3 separate regions of the Mus musculus genome follow, and all the other regions are linked to region 2. Evidence: chromatin contacts called from public HiChIP or PLAC-seq data. All regions are on one chromosome and are shown on one strand. Each heading gives the region's core, a stretch centred on a gene start, on an enhancer-like site or on the middle of the called end of the contact. The rest is flanking DNA. Distances are from core to core; before and after follow the strand shown. Region 1 overlaps Bco2 (beta-carotene oxygenase 2). Region 2 has its middle 98 kb from the start of 2310003N18Rik. Region 3 has its middle 9.7 kb from the start of Gm25633.

Region 1 (4,561 bases), core at 1,320-3,819, 400 kb before region 2:
CCTAGTGATGACTGAATTTTAAGTTACTATTTATTATCCTAGGGATGATCTTCCCCACCATCTGTTTATTTCTCTGTCCTGAACAGGTCTATGAGTTAAAGGCAAAGTCTTTCCCTCGAAGATTTGTCTTGCCCTTAGATGTTAGTGTGGATGCTGCTGAAGGAAAGAACCTCAGCCCACTGTCCTATTCTTCAGCCAGCGCTGTGAAACAGGGTGATGGAGAGGTAGGCTCCCGGCAGATATCAGACTGAGGTTGGAGTTTAGTGACATCACCTTATTCTTTGGCTGCCCTCCAAAGGCTTTGGTGCCCTGCAGGTTTCATAACATTTGGCCGAGCTTGGGTGAGGTCCTGGAAACTTGTTTGCACAAGAGCCACAGAAACCGGGTGGGATGGACACCTGTGGCTGATTGTGCTTTCTGTGTCTTGAGCCCGATCTATGGAGCTTGCCAGTGGTTATGAGGTTTTTCAGATTGACCCAACCATCCCCACCTTCTGGAGACACTGCTTTGCTCATGGGAATGGCACTGTGCAGCTATGCCTTGCTTTAGCAGAATAAGGAAACTCTCCACCTCCCATACGATTTGGGATCTTAATCACAACACTCGACAACATAGGTACATGGACACTCACCATGGAAAGAGGAACAACAAGAACAATGATGGAGAACTTTAGTTCTCAAATCCAGTGACAATTTACAGAGTAGAGCACAGTACGCTAAAGAAATGAAAGAGAATTCAGAGAAAATAATGAGGATTTAGCAGCCATTCTATACCCTTTGGGGGATTTCTTTTAGATCTGGTGCTCTCCTGAAAATCTACACCACGAAGACCTGGAAGAGGAAGGGGGGATTGAATTCCCTCAGATCAACTATGGCCGATTCAATGGCAAAAAGTATAGTTTCTTCTATGGCTGCGGTTTTCGACATTTGGTGGGGGATTCTCTGATTAAGGTTGACGTGACGAACAAGACACTAAGGGTAAAAAAGTCTCTTCTTTCATTTTTTTTCCTAAGTATTGTTTTGCCCTTTGAATTAAGTTCTGCTTTGTTTAAAGTCCTTCAGACGTATTATTTTTTTCAAAAAATTTAATATCTATTTGTTTATTTTATGTGTGTGTGTGCCTGAGGGTATTATGGGCACCACACATGTGCAGGATCCTGTGGGAGTCAGGAGAAGGCATTGGATCCCCTGAATTGGGGTTACAGGAAGTCGTGGGCTGCTATATGGGTGCTGGGAATCAATCACAGGTCCTCTGGAAGAGCACCCAGTGTTCTTACAACTGAGCCGTCTCTGCAGCCTGTTCTTTGAATTCTTCAATATTACAGCAGCTCAGCTGTTTTCCTAAATTTGAGAGCCACAGATCATCTCAGCAAGGGGTTGATTTCCTGTGGGAAATCTAAAGGGAAACCAAAAGCTTGGAGAAATAATGGTAGAATTGATGTCAGTTTTGGAGAGATGATGGGGTGAAGGTTGTAGTGACCCCTGTACCTCAGGTTGGTGGGGTAACAAACTTAGATGGTGATCTACAGGCAGCAGAGGTTTCTCCTACCTGCACTCAGTGCGGTAAGCCTGGGCTTGTGTTTGCTGTGCGAACATTCTATTATGGCCCACTTTATTTATTTATGGCTAGGTGAGGCTTTGCAGTTAGTGCAGTTCATTGCAATAGAATGTTTCCCACTTGCCTCTCACCTTTTCTCAGATGTCTTTTGTGTGTTGGGGCGGGGGGAACTCTCAGGTTTGGAGAGAAGAAGGCTTTTATCCCTCGGAGCCCGTTTTTGTTCCGGTGCCAGGAGCAGATGAGGAAGACAGTGGGGTTATACTCTCTGTGGTGATCACTCCCAACCAGGTAAGTTTATTTCCCCGCCATTGGTCATAGAAGTGCAGCACTAACTCAATTCGAGTGTGACCTGTAGCGATGCAGCCCATCATTTATTATGATGCCTTATGGCATCTTCTCCATCCTCGTCTCCTTTTTACTGGGTAACATCCCCCACTTTAAAAATCATAGCCATACTTTATCACATTTTAAAGTCCTGTTTGTAAAATCATAGCAATGTGGTGTCTTCATAGGAGTGTGTTTATAGACAACGTACTCTCATACATATATATTATGATAGTTATTAAAAATTGTGGGATACATGTGGAGTTTGTCACTTTAAGAAGTTGCAAGAGACTCACATCTAATCTCATAGTGGTAAAGCCAGTGTTTAATGTCTGGCTTCTGGCCTGATGTTCATACTACTATCTGTGTTTCTTATTTCAGTGAACTGACCTAAAAACGGCCAGTACCATAAGCCCTGGCTAGTATCTCAATAATGCTACTTACTGACTTGTCCGGGCAATCTTACAGCAAATGTGTCCACCTCAAGACCAGCTCTGATCAAATACTAGTGGCACCTGGGTGTGGGGTTCTGAGCCCTTTAATGGTTTAGTTAAAAAAAAAAAAAGTGTTGTGATCAATTAGTAATGTCTGCTAATGTTGTGATCAATTAGTAATGTCTGCTAGAGGGCTTGTTCCATGCACTTAGCGCTCCAGTAAATAGGTCTGCACAAATCTCATTCTGGTTTACAAAGCTGAACTTTGTCCAGCTTCTAAGTAACACAAAACAGAAGCATTTCTAATTTGGGTAAAAGGACTTCCATGTATTTTATGAGACTTGAAAGAGCTGAGTAAAAAGATTGTTAGACTCAAAGCGGTCTTATGAGGAGGATTGGCACAGTTTTATTTCTTTGCTTTAGGGTGTGAACTTCTTTAGTCATGGTGTTTTGGTCTAGTTCAGCGACTGGGCAAACATTTGTGGGTGTCTAGGTGAGGCTTTGCAGCAGGTGCCAGGGACAGATATGAACGTAATTAAGAAGACATGCTTCCTCCCTCAGCCAGTGGAGATGGACTTTCAAACGAAAAGGGAACTTTCAGTGTTGTGTTCTTTTTCTAGAGTGAAAGCAACTTCCTCCTTGTCTTGGATGCCAAGAGCTTCACAGAGCTGGGGCGAGCGGAAGTACCCGTGCAGATGCCTTACGGGTTCCATGGCACCTTTGTGCCTATCTGACGGCAGAGGCGCAAGGAAGGCTAGGATCGGGCTTCGATGAGCACACTCTGAGGAAAAGAGAAAATGGTGGATCTCACTCAAAAGCTGTTGTAGTTTGGACCTGACCCTGACCCCTAAGGACTCATAGACCCGACTCCCGTGGGCTCATCGACCCTGACCCCCAACGTGCTGATAGATCCTGACCACCACGGGATCATATTTAAATTCTTGTTCCCAGCTTGTGGCACTACTTTTTTTTTTTTTGTAGCAGTGGTAAAATAACTAATAATCTCCCCATGTATGGTTTTATATTTCTATTAAAACACAACTTGTGAGGTAATTATGATCATGTATATTTTTAATACCATTTAGAAGATCTATTTTATGTTATGTGTGTGAATGTTTTGCCTGCATATATGTATGTGTGCCACATGTATGTTTGGTGCCTGAGGGGGTCAGAATGGAGCATCAGATGTCCTGGAGTTACAGATGGTTGTGAGCCCCTGTGTAAGTGCTGGGAACTGAACCCAAGACCTCTGTAAGAGAAACAAGCCTGAGTCTTTCTCCAGCCCCTTTATATATATTTTAAAATATTTACGTATTTTGTGTGTGACTGTGTGTGTGTGTGGTTTGTGTGAGCACATAAGTAACCGCACCCCTAGAGACCAATACAGGTGCTGGGAATCAAACTCAGGTCCCCTGCAAGAGCGGTGTGCATCCTCTCAACTGCTTAGTGATCCCTTCAGCCCTGGCTCTATATTGTCCTAGGCCTCTTTCTTGAAACCATAAAACAGGTATTGGTATAGTATTTAAAGTTTTTGCAGGTATGGCGGCACACACCTTTGAACCAGCACTCCTGAGGCAGAGGTAGGCAGATCTCTATGAATTTAAGGCCAGGCCAGCCTGTTGTTATGCATAGTGAGGTCCCATCTCCTAAATAAATAAATAAATACTTTAAGTTTTTTTTTTTTAGATTTATTTATTATTTTATATATAAGTACACTGTAGCTGTCTTCAGACACACCAGAAGAGGTCATCAGATCTCATTATGGATGGTTGTGAGCCACCATGTGGTTGCTGGGATTTGAACTCAGGACCTTTGGAAGAGCAGACAGTGCTCTTACCCGCTGAGCCATCTCGCCAGCCCAATTTAAGGTTTTAAAATAATTTGTTATTACTGCATGTGTGTCTATGTGCAGACAAGGGTGCTTAAGGAGACCAGAGGACAACTTTCTACAGTAGGTTCTTTCCCTCTGCCTGGAAACTTCTGGGCAGTTCTCCATTCTCTAGTTCCCCATCTCCACAATGGAGTGTTAGGGTTGGTTGCGGCATCTGTCATCAGGGTTGTGCAGTGAGCTTCTTTACCCACAGAGCCACCTTGCCATCGCTGGAGAATATCTTGAAGATAGTCTAACATTGATTTAATATTCTCATCTCTAGCTAAAAGAATACATAGAAAGGGTCAGCAAGATGGCTTAGCAGGTAAAAGGAGCTTGCAGTGCAAGCTCGATAACATGAAGTTGGTCCCTGGAA
Region 2 (4,600 bases), core at 1,008-3,507:
TCATCTTGCCTAGCGGTGTCCCTTCTGAGGACCATTCCCATAGCCGTTTCCCTCCTGCTGTGTCAAACTACCTCTTTCCCCCATTGTCCAGGAGTAAGATGAAAGGCAAAAGGAATGAAGGCTCTCAGAAAATTCTGCTTGAATCGCAAGCAGCCTTATCACTTCCTAGCTCTATGGCCTTGGAGACATCTCTAACTTAACTCTCTAATTCTAAAATAAAATTCACAAGATGATTGGAGGATTAAAGGGGATAATGAATGTCAAGGGGTTTTGCAAGCACTGGGTGCTGTGCATCTGGAGTGGTGCAGCTCCATCTTCCTGAGGAGGCTGAGAGCACAGGAGTGACTCTGATGAAGACCAGTCCAGTCCAGTCTTATTCAGAGCCACAGATAAGGCTGTTTCTGCTATTAGGTGACAGTGATGGCAAAAGTCGAGTTGTTCTTCCTTGGTTGCCCTGCAGAGCCCAGACTAAGCTTCGCTCAACAATGGATTGACAGGCTTGACTCTGTTGATACTTTCATAGCTGCCACACCACATGGGGTAGGCAAGGCATCTCCAGCATAAGTCCCAAGGAGCCCAGATCAAGCCTTAATTGAGGGAGCTATTTGGAGCATCTGCAGAGGATGCACACAAGGGCTATGAATTGCTGTTCTTTTCTGCCTGCCTTGATTCATGGTCCGACTGCCAGGAGAGGACCTCTCTGATGCTCTCAACTCCATTATCTTGAGCTCTTCCTACCCTGGCCACTGCCCCATTTTCTCCTCTTAACACTTGTCCATTTGGCAGGCCAGCCTGGTAATAGCTCCAGGAAAGACAGATTATCAATCCTTCTCCAGAAAAGACCAATTACTCATGGCCTCACCCAGTGTTTTATAAAAGAAAAAAAGAATGACAAGGGGAAGGTTACCTCTTGTTGCCACCTGGGGGCTTTGCCTGAGAGTGGAAAGCAGATCTGGCTGGACTAGAGCAAGGCAAAGGGCAGGATGCTGATGGGAAAGGATTTGGATAACAGGATGCGAAGGTGGAGATCGTTCAGCATGAGGCTCCCATGCCAGGCTGCATGCATTGCCAGGGCCACTTGGCGGTATGCCTGGGCCAAACCCACCAAGTGTACATAAACTGTACTCTGCTAAGTAATTCAAAGCATCATATTTTTTGCCATAAAATGAGAAAGATATATTTTGATGCAAAGTGCATGAATTTTGCATGAATTTTTAAGGAAATCAAGACTTCTAGTGTTTTTCTTGTCTTCTCATCGGTTTATTTCTCCCGAGACTTAGAAGTATGCATTTCTTCTCTAATGTCATTAGGGTATTTTATTCAATCATTCGCATAACTGTTCACTTACTCAAATATTTATTGAGTGACAGCTATGTGCCAGGCTGCAAAGTACACATGGACCTTGATCTCCTGGTAGTTGGATCATGGGGAGAATTCTTGAAAGCTAATGAATCATTATTCCATTATTTGGGAGATAGCGACCTTCTCACCACAGAAGTGGTGAGAACACAGATAGCAGCAGTTCCTTTTCGAATGGATGAGGTAACAACATGGGCTTTCTACTTTGGATAATACATTTATATTGGATACATTATCGATGGCTTTCTACGTGGGATAGTACAGACAGATTTCTACAATGCTTTCTAACGCAGGGTTCCATGCTTTTTTTTTTTTTTTAAGATTAATTTTATTTTCAGGTATGTATATATGTGTATCTCTCTCTCTCTCTCTCTCTCTCTCTCTCTCTCTCTCTCTCTGTGTGTGTGTGTGTGTGTGTGTGTGTGTGTGAGTACAGGCAGCCACATAGGATTCTCCTGGAAAACACAGTTACAGATGTTTATGAACCATCTGATAAATGGCTGCTGGGAGCTGAACTCAGTTCTCTGGAAGAGAAGCACGTATCTTAACCACTGAGCCCTCTCTTCAGATGCCACACATAACACTATTATTAAAAATACTCAGCATTTATCATTTAAGAAATGATCTTTTTTTTTGCAGAAGATAAAACAAGTTCTCTGACTCAAGGCTCAGGGCTCTGTGGATTCCTTTAGTCCCCACACAGCATAAGAGTTAGAGAGCCCTCTAGGAAGAAGAGGACCTTGGGAGAAAATTTATTGCAAAAGTGGCTCAGAATGAGACCCTGGTGGGAGCTTTGGAGTGCTGATGGCGCTGGTAGCTTTGGGAAAGTAGGTAAAGTTGTTGTACTACATTAGTAGAGTGCCGTGTCTTAAGCAGTGCCCTTTGCATCTCCTGATTGCTGAGTAATGCCACATCCTGGCCACCAGCTTGTGACGGTTTCCCAGGTTGCTGTGTGACATCTCTGAGACATTTTGTGACCAGGCAAATGCCTAGAAAGTCCCCCAACACTGGTGAAACAGAAAAATACCCTCTTCCCATAGCATAGCTCCAGGGGCAAAGAAAGGCTGTTCAATACTATGGAGTCAGGATTCCACACTCTAGCTGTCTGGCTGATTTATTGCCTGGACCCAGGGTTAAGGTATGGGATATTTGACTCAGAGATGACTCTTCTGGGGAAACAGGAAGAACGTCCCTTCTTATGAGCCACATCTCAATCTAGCTGAAGGGAGCAATGAACACAGACATGAGATGGGGAAGGAGGCGAAGCAGAAAGAGAAAGTCAGTGAATGCAGAGAGGCTGTGATTCGCAGGAAGCCCTGTTGAACTTTCCTCTTCTCTCAAAGTGTAGCAATTCTCAAACACTTTCAGTGAAATGCCCACCAATTCAGAGATGTATGGTTCAGATGCCCAATCCCCACACGGAGGGAGGTCAGCTCTTTGGAAATAAGAAACAAACAAAGATCTCATAGCATCTGTGGATTTCTGCAGCTGAGCCTGGGGCAGAGGCGCAGGGCTGTTTGTACTGGGCTCTGAAAGCTCTGAGAGTAGAGTGGAGGGAGGGAGAGCCATTCCCAGGCAGCAGAGCTGCCCCTAGCATTGGGCGATAGATGATGTTTGCTTTCCTGGAACTCAGAACTTACCTCAGTTTCACTCAGGTTTACTGCCACTCCGTTCTAACAGGACGATTGGATGTCATTTTGCAATTTTTTTTACAATGAGCAGAATTCTGTTGCCCCTACAATTTACGCAGCCAGCTGCATTTTGTTTTTCTTCCTTTAAAATGATAGTGAGAGGACCTGGACAGTGAGGACAAATGAACTTGTCTCTAAGCTAAAAGGGCAGAGAGGCACCAACCGTCTCAATAATGGAGGAAAATGGTCTTTTAATAGAAAAGCAAAGTTGATGCCAAAGATAATAAACAGATATCTACCAGGTCAGGCATGATTCCTCTAATGTCTGCACCCAGGAGGCTGAGGTGGGACAGTATGGGCTTCAGGCAATCCTGGTGTGAGACACTGTCTCAATAACTTGCAAAACTTCAGTATAGACAGAACTGATGCTGATGTCTCCAATGTGGCCTCCACTGATGCCTCCACTGGGTGCTGTCCTTGCCCCTGGCAGGCTCAGAGGAAACATGCCAAACATGCTATCATCAAAGGAGCTTCCAGTTGGATAGATGAGTGACACAGGTGAAGTAGCCACCGAAACTGACCCTTGGGATTGGCAGGATAAGTTAAGCTGTTGGCAGAGAAGGTTTTTGTGGAATAGAATGGCTTATCTTGGCATGTAATGTTTCTACCAAAGATAGGTAGGTGTTCAATTATATCCCACATAAAATTCATATTTTGAAGCCCCAAGTTCTGTTACCCCAGAAATATGTCCTTATTTGGAAATAGAATTGTTGCTGATGCAATTAAGATGGTCTTGCTCTGGAAGAGTGAGTTCCCATCCCACATGACTGATGATCTTACAAATAGAAGAAAAAATGTAACTCCTGGCATCCACATGCACATAGAGAGGATCCCTATGGCAAAACCAGTGCTTCTATAAGCCAAGAGACATTAAGTGACTGTCCATGAAATACCAGAAGCTTAAGACAATACATTAGTTCATAATCTTCTGGAGAAACCAATCCTGGTCATACCTGGTATTTTTGTTTTTTCAGACAAGGTCTCTCAGTACCTAGTCCATACTTTCCTGGAACTCACTTTATAGCCTAGGGTGACTTTGAACTTGTAATTTTCCTTCCTCAGACTCTCAAGTGCTGGTATTAGAGGCATATGCCAGCAGGATGAGCCCTCTTAACATCTTGTTGGACTCTTACCCTTCATAATTGAGATAATATTTTTCTCTTGTTGAAGCCACTCCACTTCTGGTACCTTGTTTGGCCATCTCTAGCCTTGCAGGGCCAGCCAGAAGATATAATACTGTAAACAAAAGTTCCTAGGTGAGTATACACACACACACACACACACACACACACACACACTCACGAATGAAGTATAAGGTGACGTGAACAATAGCAATTCCATCCAAAAAGATGTTATAAAAGAACTGTGAATTCTGAGGACAAGGAGACTTACAAGTTTCCTATGCTCCACTGACCTCATAGCACCACTACCCAACCTGAGCAACTTCTAATAAAGTTGATTAAAATCTACTATGTTGATAGAGCAATACATTAAAATGGGGCACACACACTCACATACTCTACACACATACACAAACAACAACAACAAAA
Region 3 (4,609 bases), core at 859-3,358, 320 kb after region 2:
AACCCTCTCCTCTAAGCTGGTCCCACTCTGCATATTTTCTATTTTGATCCTCGTTTTGTTCATGAAATGGCAGTCATGATTTAGAGTGACATGTTGTTGCTATGGAATCTTACTTCTCTCTGTTTCTAGTCTACGAAGGATGTGCAAGCTCTTAAATGCCTGCCCATGAGTTATTCCTCAAGCGCCACACTGATTTGCTGTGGATGGGCTGGGCAGCTGTTCAAACCCAAACTCAAACCAGGGATAGTCACAGAGTCAAAGGTTGGGGTGGTGGTGGTGGTGGTGGGGGGGGGCTAGACCTGCAGAGCACATTCAATAAAAACCAGGCAAATGTCTAAGTCATGCCCTGTAACTTTGTCTTGAAGGGTTTTGATGATTTGAGCATTACAGCTGTGGCTTCAGCGGATACTTGCCCAGCATCCACAGCTCTTTTTTATTCCATGTATTGCACTCAGAACTACATTTATTACCTAACTTTCATAAGGAGAAATGTGACATTCATTCTGTATGAATGAAGCTTCATGTTCTCCTGACCTGGAAGCACACATAAGGGAAAGACTAATTTTATTGCCCTGATTTCAATATTGACTCACCTCAGGGAAGGATTTGACAGCCAGTCCTCTAGAGCACAGTCACATCTAAGACAGACACATCTTGGTTTTATTGACTATTGGATAGCTAGCACTGGGACTTGAGAATGAATATATAGTAGGTGACCAATACGCACATTTAGATGGCTGATTAGTATAATATAAATATATATATATTGTATATAATATAGTGTATAGTTTAAAGTATATAGTATATAGTACAAAGTACAGAGTTCATAGTACATAGTATATGGTATAAAGTACATAGTACATAGTATATAGTATAAAGTACATAGTACATAGTACATAGTACATAGTACATAGTATATAGTATATAGTATAGAAGAAGTACCAGACTCAGTCTGCTTTCCAGCTGTGTCAAATGTCTCATCTACAGAATGAAGATAGTGGATCTCACATCTTCTGGAACCACCAATGCCGGGAAGCATTGGCTACCTAGAGAACAGCCCATCCCTCTTGAAGGATGATATTTTCAAGTTTTTTGTTGCGGTTGTTGTTTTGTTTTGTTTTGTTTTGTTTTACCTAAAACCACAGCTATCACCCATCTTCTTTGTTCATTCGTGTTCCTCTTAGTAGTATGGAAGCTATCTTTTCCTTCACATTGCTTCAAATAGTGGGACACCATAGTGGGTCCCACGATAGTGGGATCTCACAGTTTCCCACAGATCCTAGTGACACGAATCTCAAGACAAATGGCTGGAGAGTGTAACACATACGATCAGGAAGCTCCCTTTTCTTCTGGAACACTTGATTTCTAGGACACAATTCAGACCTATCAGTTTTAAAGATTGCATGATACTAATAGAGTAATTAGCATTCATTAGAGTGTGGGAGGTTACTGGACCTTAGGGGGGAAAGACTCTCCATTTAAATTTGGCCTGACACAGGGTTGAAAGAACTGGGATTCTCAAGGAATTATATGCTAATTTTTGATCAGGTAAAGACCTTGGAATTGAAATGTTAATTAATTAGTCATACAACTCTTTTTAATTTGACTATGGGCTCCGCCATCTCTTAACTTCCCTGTACCGTATTAAAGCTTTATTACCGAACCCTGGGATTTATTGAGTGCCCGTGCCTTGCAAATGTTATCACACTTAATCCTTATAACAAACCCATGAAGAAGGTCCAATTAGTATGCTGACTCACATAACAGGAAACTTAGGATCAGTGAGCAAGGGTAACCTTTTCAAGGTCACCAGGCAGAGTGTCAAGACCTACTTAGATCCTCTGACACGGAACTGCTTTTAATCTCTGGCTATGTCCATAGAGACACACATTCCCGCAGGAAGAAAAGCAGTCTAGATGCAGTTCGCTGGCGCACCGTTCATGCTATCTACCCCCGCCCCCCGGTTGGTGCTCAATATGTTGAATGGCTCGAACATTCCTGCTGGGGTATTGGCCATGGGTCAAAGCTGGATCCATCATAGCTCAGTACATTAGAGCTCAGGTTTCACATCTGTGAAGTGAGGGGGACGGGCTGAATCATCTCTAAGTTTCCTCTTAGACTTAAAGAACTATGTTGCTTGTCTGAAAGGAGGATGAATCAGAGTTTAGCAGCCACAGACTAGCAATATGAGCCGATACAACATTCCTTTGTACAGAATGTTCCCTCTGCTCAAAATACCCTCTCCCCACTTGTTCACTTGGCAAATGCCCAATGAGCAGCCCAGCTGGCCTCTGAGACTCTGTCCTTGACCTCTCCATCAATGCACATTCCATCCCCAAACACACACACGCACAGTGATTTCCTTCTTAGGCCCTCCTGGGTATGCAGTGCATTACTGTGATTATTTGATTATGGGCTGTCTTTCCATCCTCACACCCTGGACTCCAAGCTCCATGAAGACAAAAACTGCACACTATTTTCTCTTCAGGCTCTACCTTCCAGCCTGGCCCACAAAACAAATATTCAATAAATGCCCTTTTCAGGAACTGAATGAATGAGCAGGGCATGTGTGGAGGAGCAGGAGGGGACAATTTGACCTTAATGGAGAATCTAAGCCAGAACACAGTGAGAAATTAGCGGTAGTTTGATGGGAAGAGAATGAAGCACAGAAAAGTGTATTGAGACCCAGTACCCCAGGCAGTGCGGGGTCCTTGTTCCATTCTGAGGTGGGAGGGGTGACAGGAAGAAGAAAAAACATGAAAAAAGATCAGTGCAAACCTCCTCCTCAGCTTAAAAAAGAAGTGATCGTAAATGAACCTGATGTTTTTCTTCACAGACCGTTAATTCATCCACAGCTCAACACTATAGGCTACACTCAACTGCAGCAAACAGCAGAACATCGCCACGAATCTCAACTCCCACGAGACCTTGCAGGATTGCAAGATATTGCAGGCATACCTGAGCTATATGAAGACATAAATTTACAAAACCAAAATGAACAATATTTAATAAATTACCAATAGTGCAAACACTTAACTAGAAAAAGTTCTATCTACTATCTATCTATCTATCTATCTACTATCTATATATCTATCATCTATCTTTCTATCATCTATCATTCATTTATCATCTACTATTTGTCTTTCTATCTATTATCTATCTATCATTTATCATCTATCTACTATTTATCTTTCTATCTATTATCTATCTATCTACTATCTATCTACCTATCATCTATCTTTCTATCTATCATCTATCATTCATCTATCATCTACTATTTGTCTTTCTATTATCTATCTACCATTTATCATCTATCTACTATTTATCTTTCTATCTATTATCTATCTATCTATCTATCTATCTATCTATCTATCTATCTATCTATCTATCTATCTACCTACTTCGTATACACACTCACAGTCCTGAGAAGTTCTTGGACACCATCTTGCTATTACATTGTGTTTGCATTCATTTCAATTATTCACTTGCACAAAGGCCAAAAGCCATGCTCAGATCTAAGGGGGAAAAAAAGCCTGATTATTTTAGCTTAATAAAATGTAATAAAGATTAAAAGTCTTTGGTATTTGTTTGTATTTGGAATATAGAACACACATGTTTATTTATAACACATGCATCTTTTGAGCCTTCTGAAATGTAAGATAACACTAAAATACGTGCATTGCAATGGGATATGTGAATGACTAAAATAGATGGGAGCTCAAACAATGCATTCCATTTCCCGCCAGACAACCCCATGCCTCATGTAAACAGCTGAACAGGTGACATTTCCTTTGGAAGTCAAGCAAGCCTCTTCATTTTGTGCATTTTGGAGAAACCAGACCTGGGAAACAGTCCAGTCTCAGTTATTGATGAAGAGGGCATGGCTATGTTTACCCAAGTGATTGGCCCTTTTACCAAGTGGTTGCATCATTTTGAAATCTTGGACTCTATACTTCATGGGCAGTTTTAGAGTGCAGAATATTCTTCCTTAGGCGGAGAAGGTCAGAATATGTGTGTGTGATGTGTGTGTGTGTGTGTGTATGTGTGTGTGTGTGTGTGTGTGTGTGTGTGTGTGTGTGTTTCAAGGTGGAGGGTGGAGGGGAGGGCCTCAGAGAACTTGTCACTGGTGTTTGGTAACTGCTTTGGGGTAATTAGGCTTGTCCGTGACTAAGTGTGATCCACTAGACAACAATGTGAGAAATTGCCTTCAGTGTGGAACGAGCTTGTTTGGATCACCCATGACTCAACGTTTATGAGGGAAGGTGAGGTGTTGTCGTGAGTCTAGATTCTTTCAAGAATTTTCAGGGTAGAGCAACTCAGCTGATGACTTACTGCTGTCTGTGTGGGGGACAGTGCTGTTCTCCAAGTTTGGCTTTCTTCTGCATAGTTATCGTTTTTTTTAAGTTTCTAGCTGATTGCTAAGGTATCTTTTCCGAAAGATGTTAAAATCAACCTCAGTCTCTAATGTTCCCATTATACCAAAAGTCATGGCAGGAGGAGAAGGCTATTTTCTTCCATATACTTAGAAGCCTTGCTATAATACACATTTTAGCCAGAGATGGGCTATTACGTAATAGGTCTTCAAACTAAGTCCTGGGTGTTAAAACTC

The links. HiChIP or PLAC-seq counts read pairs in DNA pulled down with a chosen protein or histone mark.
Region 1: a contact with region 2 is called in a FOXA1 HiChIP or PLAC-seq map of pancreatic cancer cells. The contact joins two enhancer-like sites. A contact is called at or near these places in 1 of 39 promoter capture datasets (the HPC-7 cell line), 1 of 115 datasets of contacts at active chromatin or transcription factors (pancreatic cancer cells) and 1 of 9 other capture datasets (embryonic stem cells).
Region 3: a contact with region 2 is called in a FOXA1 HiChIP or PLAC-seq map of pancreatic cancer cells. The contact joins two enhancer-like sites. A contact is called at or near these places in 10 of 39 promoter capture datasets (the 3T3-L1 cell line, 3T3-L1-derived adipocytes, cranial neural crest and 5 more), 2 of 484 Hi-C or Micro-C datasets (3T3-L1-derived adipocytes and cortical neurons) and 2 of 115 datasets of contacts at active chromatin or transcription factors (embryonic stem cells and pancreatic cancer cells).

What each region holds. Positions count from the first base shown.
Region 1 is chr9:50,531,894-50,536,454 of GRCm38.p6, reverse strand. Bco2 (beta-carotene oxygenase 2) reads left to right here. Exons shown (of 12, transcript NM_133217.3): 9 at 87-224; 10 at 795-977; 11 at 1,735-1,845; 12 at 2,936-3,368. The coding sequence ends at 3,049. Among named protein-coding and RNA genes, the nearest start is that of Pts, 5.5 kb to the right of the region's middle. Within about 2 kb of position 2,569, at least 102 of the 459 cell types and tissues checked have an H3K27ac peak or open chromatin away from gene starts, as enhancers often do. A contact at or near this core is called in pancreatic cancer cells, where this site is marked.
Region 2 is chr9:50,132,953-50,137,552 of GRCm38.p6, reverse strand. No RefSeq gene overlaps it. Among named protein-coding and RNA genes, the nearest start is that of 2310003N18Rik, 98 kb to the left of the region's middle. Within about 2 kb of position 2,257, at least 8 of the 459 cell types and tissues checked have an H3K27ac peak or open chromatin away from gene starts, as enhancers often do. A contact at or near this core is called in pancreatic cancer cells, where this site is marked.
Region 3 is chr9:49,813,935-49,818,543 of GRCm38.p6, reverse strand. No RefSeq gene overlaps it. Among named protein-coding and RNA genes, the nearest start is that of Gm25633, 9.7 kb to the left of the region's middle. Within about 2 kb of position 2,108, at least 40 of the 459 cell types and tissues checked have an H3K27ac peak or open chromatin away from gene starts, as enhancers often do. A contact at or near this core is called in pancreatic cancer cells, where this site is marked.